Linked DNA regions of Mus musculus: regions 1 and 3 are each linked to region 2. The links are chromatin contacts, called in public Hi-C maps. All regions are on one chromosome and are shown on one strand. The core of a region is the stretch at or near the end of the contact, and the rest is flanking DNA. Distances in the headings are between cores, read along the strand shown.

Region 1 (2,700 bases), core at 100-2,599, 310 kb before region 2:
TCTTATACAACTCAGGGCCTCTTGCCCATGGGCGGTTCCATTTGCAGGGGGTGGGCCTTCCATATCAATCATTAAGGAATGCTCTAGACTTGCCTACAGGCTGTTCTGATGGAGGTGTTTTATCAGCGGAGGTTTCTTCTCTCCAGGTGACTCTTGCTTGTATCAAGTTCATAAAAACCTACCCCACGGAGACTCCTGATTTATTTGAATGTCATTATCATTTGAAAGGAAGTTGCTTTGATTTTGCATTCCTCTGGTCTTGAATCCCAAGTGCTTTGGTATTTGTATCAATAATAATAATATTTGAAATATGTGAGCACTTTAGTGAGCTATTTTCTTAGAAGTTATCTCACCAGTTGACAAATAGAAGCACTTTCTACTGCTAAAGGAGTCTCAGAGTGGCCCCTTCATACCAACACTCGCTGATAGACTGGCCAGGAAGGGCAGAAGCTTGGCTTACAGGTAGTCTGGAAATATTTTGTGGGAAAAATAAGTGAGTTAAGAAAACAAAGTCAAATTAGAATGACCTTTCTTCCTTTCTTTCTCTCTCTCTCCCTCCTTCCCTCCTTCCCTCTTTCCTTTCCTTCCCTTCTGATCTGGTTTTTTATTTTTAGTATTCTAGTAGCTGTGCGAGAGATACAGAGGGTAGAAAAGGTTTCAAAGATTGGTGTATTTCCACAGTAGAGATTTTAGTGCACCTTCCAAAGTGGTGCTTCTCCCTACCCATTTAAAAAAATATTCCCCACAGGCCGGAAATGATTGGGCATTCATCTTTGCTTTTTCTCATATTTGGAAAATCCTGACAGAAAGGAGGTACACCCATTGAGGATTTAGCAAAACCAGAGAAACTGTATCCTAATATTGGAGGAATCATGGATCTCTCTCTCTCTGTGTCTCTCTCTCTGTCTCTCTCTCTCTGTCTCTCTCTGTCTCTGTCTCTGTCTCTGTCTCTCTCTCTCTGTCTCTCTCTCTCTCTCTCTCTCTCTCTCTCTCTCACACACACACACACACACACACACACACACACACACACACACACACACGGTCTGAAGTTTCTTCAGAGTACTGTCACCAAGGACCAGGCTCACTTCAGACCTGTGGCAAACAGCCTGTGTGGACACATGATAACCCCTCTGCAAACAGGGCAGGCTTTGAAAGGGAACACAGCAAATACTGGGGTGCTTTCTATCCTGCCTTCACTTTCTTAAGCCATATATGGTAGAGGGACAGAAGGAGTGGCTTCCACTCTTTAAACAAAAGGCATTCTTTGATGTAGGAGACTGTACGGAACTCTTTGCAGCCTGTGGTGGGAGGGAGTTGAGGAAAGGGGAAGAAAAGTTCATAGCGGAAGCTGCAGGCTTTAGGGCAAGCTGACATGTGACCTTCAGAGCTTGCCAAATCCACGTGAGACACAAACTGCCTTTGGACGGCTTCTCAATGACCCCTCTGTGGCCCAGAGTCCCAGACTCTGGTGGTATGCTCTCTGATGTGATCCGGCAGTTGAGCGTACCCAGCAGGGTCCTGCCCTCTGCATGTGGGAGACTGACCAGCAGCATGGATCCTGTGGGGACCTGGGAGATGGAAGTGTACATACAGATATCCCTGCTTTGTTGTCTCGGTCATACCTAATTCCCTTCAAAACATTTACCCACCCCAACTGGCTTTTTACCGCAAAGCTGGAGGGTAGTGTTTGTAAACTTCAGCTCCTTCTGATACTTCTCAACACATGACTGTGTCTTGAAGACCCCTCAGCCCTGAACCGGCTGTTGTTTTCTCTGACCCAAAGTCATGTTTATTTAACCCTCTTACATTGCTGGAAATGTTGCCAAGCTATGGTTTTGGTTTGATTTTTTATGTTTTCATTCTCCCACGGACACAAGTAAGATGAGTTTTAAAGACTGTTTATGGTTATTGTCCAGTCAGACAGTCTACTGTTTAGGCTCTAACCTAAGACTGTTGTGTTTGAGTTCCCAGCAAGAATGAGAGTGTTGACACTTTGGGGGATTTAAGATTTATTTATTTGTTTGTTTTTGATACAAGGTATCATTCTGTAGCCCAGGTTGGCTTGGAACTCACTGAATAGCTTGGTATGCCCCTAATCTCGTAAACTCCACCTGCGTCAGTCCCCTGAGTACTAGGATTATAGGTGCGAGCCAAGATCAGGGTTCTGACATTTTAAGGTCACTCTCATCTTTCTTGGAGTTTGGCATACAGTTTAGAAGACTTCCCAGCCCTTCTTGATTTCTTCCCCTGGCCCCAGAAAATTTCAGGGTCAAAACCAGAGCCTTAGAAACTGGAAAGACACAAAATTAAATCCTCGCTTATATTCTAGGTGTGAATTTGGAAACTCAACTTGGTTTGTTTAAATTGAAGTTTCTTCCTAAAGAGATGCACATAAAACCTGCTTTTGGCTTTTTTAAAAGAGTTGATGTGTTAATTTCTCCTAAATGGCTGAGTTTGTGTTTAGTGATAGTGTGGAAGGAATGAATTCTTCTTCACTCTTCCCCAACATCATCCCTCCCCATGCCTGTCCCTCACCCTCCGGTTGTATTGACATAAAGTCACGGTTCTCTAGTGGAACAGACCCAAAAGAAATACATGTAATTAAAGGAGGATTTAGTAAGTTGGCTTACATGGTCAGGCCGCTTAGACCTGCAAAGACTATCTGCAGGCTGGTGAGCCAGGAAAGCTGGTCGTTAG
Region 2 (2,700 bases), core at 196-2,695:
TGTCTGCTAATTCCTCCAGAAACATATCTTAACATTTGAAAGGAGAAGAGAGGGCTGAGATAATGAGAGGGCCGCAGGAAAGAGTGAAGTGATGTGTTTCCATAGCTGTTTCCTCTGACCTGAGCCTTTCCCATCAAAAAGGGGTAGAAGCTAAGAAAAACATAAGAGACTCAACAGTTACAAGACTTGCAAGGTGACTTCCTGGGGCTATGGGGCAGTAATCCATTGCTATGGGGCTATGGGGCAGTAATCCATTGCTGGGAAAGGAGACTGCAGAGCTGACTGTAAGTAGTACAGGGCGCTCCAGGGATGCAGCATTTATGACTCAGAATTATCACCCATGCTGAGGTAGGCTTTCTTACTTCCATAATTGATCTTGTAAGTAACACCAGTAAACTTAATGGGCCCACTAAGGCCGAGTTGGGTGCAATTGTTTCTCTAGCCTGCCATGGATGACTGATCTGTGATGAAAATGTTCCTTTATATCTTCATAGAAAAGGCCACACAACATGGCTTATTTCACTGAGACTTTTAGTTCCCTGCATTTCTTCTTATATATCCTCTCTTATGATCTGAGAACTTCAATTATCTGTGCCACTCAATTTTGTTGCTGAAATCAATAGTATTGAGAGGTGAGTCACCAATGTAGCTAAAGTGTGTGATAAAGTTAACCCCAAGACTCAAAATCTGAAAACGGTGCTTCTAGCATTGTGATGCAGAGTCTCTCATTATAATTTTTGATCATTTATTGACTGTTGATCTCTGACATTGAACTATGTAGACTCAATGAAGGTAAGTAAGTATCTTGACTACCTTGTTCAACATTATACTTTCAGATCCCAAGAGTGACTTATAAAGATAGATAGACCCTGGATGCTGAACGCATGACCACTTTCTATTCATTGTCTGAAACCTTTGATACAGTCCCTTACAAAAAAAAACTCAGAAAATGTTCCTAAGGGAAATAGATGTTGAGAAAAAATATTTCCTTAACATTTTGTCACTATTAGTTCATAAAATGTTTTAATTTTTTTCTTTTCCATACTTAATCTATGCTAGTGTTTTCAACCCTTTTTTAACGTGATGTTTTTATTTTTATCAGGTCTGGATAATCACCCAAAGCAGAATAAAGATAACTTAGGAGTGTGAAGAAAGCAACCCTACACGAGGAGAAAAGACTGTTGAGTGAAAAAAAAATCAGTGCCAGGAGAGAGTAACTTCCCTATGAGGTCTTTGCCAAGGAGGCTCCACCAGCCATAAAGGCTGGGGAGACTGCTGTTGAAGGGGCTAGATCTAGGAGGCAATTCCTCTTTGCTGAAGACACCATACATTTAGGCTGCAGGGCATGGAGAAACGAGGCTGAGACTGAGCAGCAAGCAAGCTGCTGCTATGCTGGCTGGGTTTCACGGCCCCAGAAGGCACCACGTGGGCTGCTTGAGGAAAACTGGCCCTCGGATTGTTTGCATCTGCCCCTGTGTTGCACAATCTCATGAGCAAGTCAGTGAGAGGCTACTTTATTCCTTGTTTAAAATTCTTTCCACACTGAAGTACTTGTGATGTAGAGGACTCCTTGATCATTATCATGTCTTATATTTGGCTACTAAGGCCCTTCTCTGCATGTTCAGCCATGGGGGTTTCCTTCTGCTGTCCTACAGACCCAGGGGTATCTCCTATCACTTTTACCCCATTCTCTCCCTCTTCCTTGTTCACATTTTCCCATGGGTTCTGATGTTCGGGATCTCAGCATGGGCTCTTTAGCCCAGCTCTGACTTTCACTGTCTTTCCCTTGAATCCTGCCAGCTCTAAGAAACAGAAGGCAACATCTCCATCTCATTTTCCCCTTTCCATTTTTCTTATAAAATCAGAGTTTAATTCAGAGGATGATACATGTCCTCCCCCCACCCTACTGAATTCATCCATTATGCAGTCAATTTTTGCTAGGGATTCAACACAGCTTCAGTTGCATGTCTGTCTTATCTCTCGTAGCAAGGCCATACGGTTATTTATTTATTTATTTATTTATTTATTATTTCACACATTACATCATGCCCACAGTTTACCCTCACTTCCTCTGACCCCAACTCACGCATGTCCCACATCTCCTCTCTCCCCATCCACTCCTCCTCTCTTTCTCTTAAGAAAAGGGCAGGCATCCAAAGATTATCAGCCAAGTATTCATATCAAGTTGCAATAATATTAGACAACACCCTCTCATATTAATACATTTGATAGCACAGCTTTCTTACAGTCTTTTTCTGTGTGTGCTCCTTTAGGAGGTTACATTATATTCACTAGCCATCAACCATCTGGGGAACTTCTCCATACTCAGCAAGTGGACCCCATTTATCACATAAGCATATCACCTTATTTCCTGTCTACTCTGGGATTCCACACAAAACTTCTCTTCTCTACTCTAACAAATCTTAGCCTCAGTTGTATGTCTTATCTAAGCCATAACAGAAGTGTATACCTACCACTACATCAAGAAGGCACACCATCCTACACCACAAGGAGGAAACAGCTATATGAGATTAGTCCTGGGTATGTTCTATACTCAGACATATTTATATCTGTTGCATGTCTCATTGCCCATCACAGGATCCAAGCAACCTCTCCTCTACACTCACAGTTGGTTTTATCAGTTGTCTCCTCTGCCACCAATTGTGTTATATAACCCTAAAGACTGATGAACAAATATCT
Region 3 (2,700 bases), core at 124-2,623, 350 kb before region 2:
GGTCCACATGGCAGATTGTGAGAACTGATTCCTGCAGGTTGATCTCTGACTCTCATTCCTGAAATACAAGGGACACCCAACACATGGACAGCCTCATCCCCTTTCATTTTGTCGAAATAAAAAGTCATAGTGAAAAAAAAATACCAAGATAATCTAGTACTATTGTATCAAAACCTGTTAGAATTGAACTCCTGATTCTTATTATTTCTAATAATTATTGGTGTCCATGAATGTCTACCATAGTAGGATGTGCACAGGGGAAACTTGACCAGAGAGAGACCCTGCCCTGCAAGGTAGAAATTTGAACTGCACCATCTGTATCATCCCTTCCTGTCACAAGAGATCCTGACCTTAACTGAGATCAAAGACTGAGTGAAGATTTCTAAGATAAAGCCAGAAACACTGTGGTTTGGGTTAATAGAATGGTGGGAGACCAACAAGGGATCACTGAAGAGAAGTCCTTTAGTGAGTTTCCACAAAGAGTTTGCATTCTCCATCATCTCAGAATCACTGGGATTCTTGTGGAACTTGGCACGCCCCTCCTGAGGATCTTAACACCCACCGGTGACTTACCTCAGGGGGAAGTTTGGAATCGGCTCCTTGTGACAGCTCTATTACTCTTGTAGCTGAGAATGAAAGCCATTGAAATAACAACAGCTGAGACAAATATCTGCATAATCTGCAGAGAGTAATCAATATTTGTAAGGGAAGTAACTTGGCAAGAGTGTGAACGTTCCTTTTCTGAAGTGTGTTTAACCTTGCAGGACCTTTTCCCTAGATTCTTAACCACGGTTTAATGCATATTCTCGGGTCAGTCTTCTTGGAGGTATCTAAGTCCCTTTTATCCTCCTAGAGTTTTGGTGTAATGACAGGAGGCCTGATGAAGCAAGGCAAAGAAATGGCTGGTTCTGTTCCCTGGAGCCCTCTCCATTGTGGGCATGTACTGTCTGATTAGCTCACTGGAGGCGCAGCTGCGAGCAGGCCTCATCTGCATGCCCCAAGGCAGAGGAGAAGGCTTCCTGTGAACTTCAGAACACATGTTGGCGTGGAAGGGACTTCTCATTCATTTAGAATTCCTTTGCTCCCAAATAAATGGCTGTAAATGGAGAGGAAGGGATATGATGTGTGACTAATTTCCCAGGAGGACCTAAATATCTCCACTTTGACCCCAGTGTCTTGCCTCCCCCATGTCCCCACTGAAAGGCTCATAGCAGCTTTATTACAAGGTAGGTGTTTGTGAGCCAGCTCAGGATGGGGACTAAGCACACCGCCCAGCAGGGGCGTTCTTTCCATGATGCTCAGGCCGTAGGATCTCTGTGATCTAAGCGAACAGGCAGTATGCACTGGGTTGATTCAGCCAAGGAAGTAACTTAGTGTGGCCTTATAAGGCCGTGGTTCCGGCGGAAGCAAGACTGTCTCTCTTCCATCTGAAGGCAGGCCTCTGAGCATTCCCAGATGACATCTGTGCTTTTTCCATCACACAGTTGGCCTCCTTGGCTCCTTGCGCCGCTTTGGTTGTGCAATTGGGACTTGGCAGGTTCTTTGGGCTGTGGAATCTGTACATTTTCAGCTCTGACATCTCAAAAATAGTCACTGAATCATCTTTATCAGCGTGGTTTATCGTAAAGCAGAAACTTTCTCCTCCACATCTTTCTTTTTACTATCTAGAACTAGAAACGTGATGATTTATGACGTAAGGAGGTTGCACGGAAAGAGGGCTGTCTTCAGGACTGGAGTAGGCCAGGTTCTACTCCAGGCTGCCCTCTTTCCTGTTGCAGGAACTTGAGCTTTATTTAGGGCCTCAGTTTAATCTTCTGTCAGGTGTAGAAAATAGTTGCTGAGCTAATGGAGAGATTAGATCCAATGTAAGCTAAGTGCTAGATAAATGTCTGGGCTCAGTACATTTTGTGTGAAAGAAGGCGTGGTTGAGCAAGCAGTGGTGATGTTTACACTGTAGAAATGAGGCTGGTGATGTAAATTGTGAGGTAAATCATATAAGCAATCACTTTAGCCCTCCACAAATCATACATGCACACAGACACACCACTTCTGTACACATACATATGCACATAGACTTTGGAAACCTAGACTTTTCTTTTGATGAGTAACTTGCTTCTGAGGCCAAGATTACACGTCTGTGAGTTAGGCCTCAGCCCTCTGTGTTTGTAGCTGTCTGGGAATGTCTGTGCTGGGTTCTCCTGATAGCTGTAGAGAGCAACCTGAGGCTTTCTCTTTGCAGGCATCAGGGGTGAGCAGGTATAATCTGAAGTCCTCGCTTCTAACTTTCACTGATGGCTGAGGTCTGACGCTAGGAGTTGGTCAGTGTTCTAGCTTTTGACGTATGAGAGGGTTTTTTTCCTCAGTCTTGGAGAATTATCCTATCACGGCAGCATCTGTGTTGTTCCCAACAGGGTTTATGACTGACTTTCTTTGGCACAGTGAAATAAGCCACGATCCTTTCCTCCACAAAGTCTCCCTGACATGATATTGGCCATTAGCTTTCTAATACACTTAGTCAAAGAGTTAGTGTCTAATAATTATAAAATACAAACAAATCAACGTAATGAAACAAAACAAAAGGCTGCTTGAGACAAACTTGTAAATTTGCCTCTTAAATTCTTTAGTCAGTAGATTTTTGAACCTCTCTATTGCAGCACCAAGTGGGAAAGACATGAAGGTTTCCAAGTTTGTATGTACGGA

Evidence for each region. Hi-C and Micro-C count contacts between places; a contact is called where the count stands out from the background.
Region 1: a Hi-C map of uterus shows a contact between it and region 2, with 4 times the contacts expected there. The contact joins two enhancer-like sites. A contact is called at or near these places in 1 of 15 datasets of contacts at CTCF or cohesin (the NIH/3T3 cell line) and 4 of 484 Hi-C or Micro-C datasets (all in uterus).
Region 3: a contact with region 2 is called in a Hi-C map of uterus. The contact joins two enhancer-like sites. A contact is called at or near these places in 5 of 484 Hi-C or Micro-C datasets (nephron progenitors and uterus).

Annotation. Positions count from the first base shown.
Region 1 is chr2:118,006,805-118,009,504 of GRCm38.p6, reverse strand. All of the region lies in intron 8 of Gm13986 (predicted gene 13986), which reads left to right. Among named protein-coding and RNA genes, the nearest start is that of Gm25308, 70 kb to the left of the region's middle. Within about 2 kb of position 1,349, at least 120 of the 459 cell types and tissues checked have an H3K27ac peak or open chromatin away from gene starts, as enhancers often do. A contact at or near this core is called in uterus, where this site is marked.
Region 2 is chr2:117,692,481-117,695,180 of GRCm38.p6, reverse strand. No RefSeq gene overlaps it. Among named protein-coding and RNA genes, the nearest start is that of Gm32210, 11 kb to the left of the region's middle. Within about 2 kb of position 1,445, at least 14 of the 459 cell types and tissues checked have an H3K27ac peak or open chromatin away from gene starts, as enhancers often do. A contact at or near this core is called in uterus, where this site is marked.
Region 3 is chr2:118,038,299-118,040,998 of GRCm38.p6, reverse strand. All of the region lies in intron 4 of Gm13986 (predicted gene 13986), which reads left to right. Among named protein-coding and RNA genes, the nearest start is that of Gm25308, 38 kb to the left of the region's middle. Within about 2 kb of position 1,373, at least 52 of the 459 cell types and tissues checked have an H3K27ac peak or open chromatin away from gene starts, as enhancers often do. A contact at or near this core is called in uterus, where this site is marked.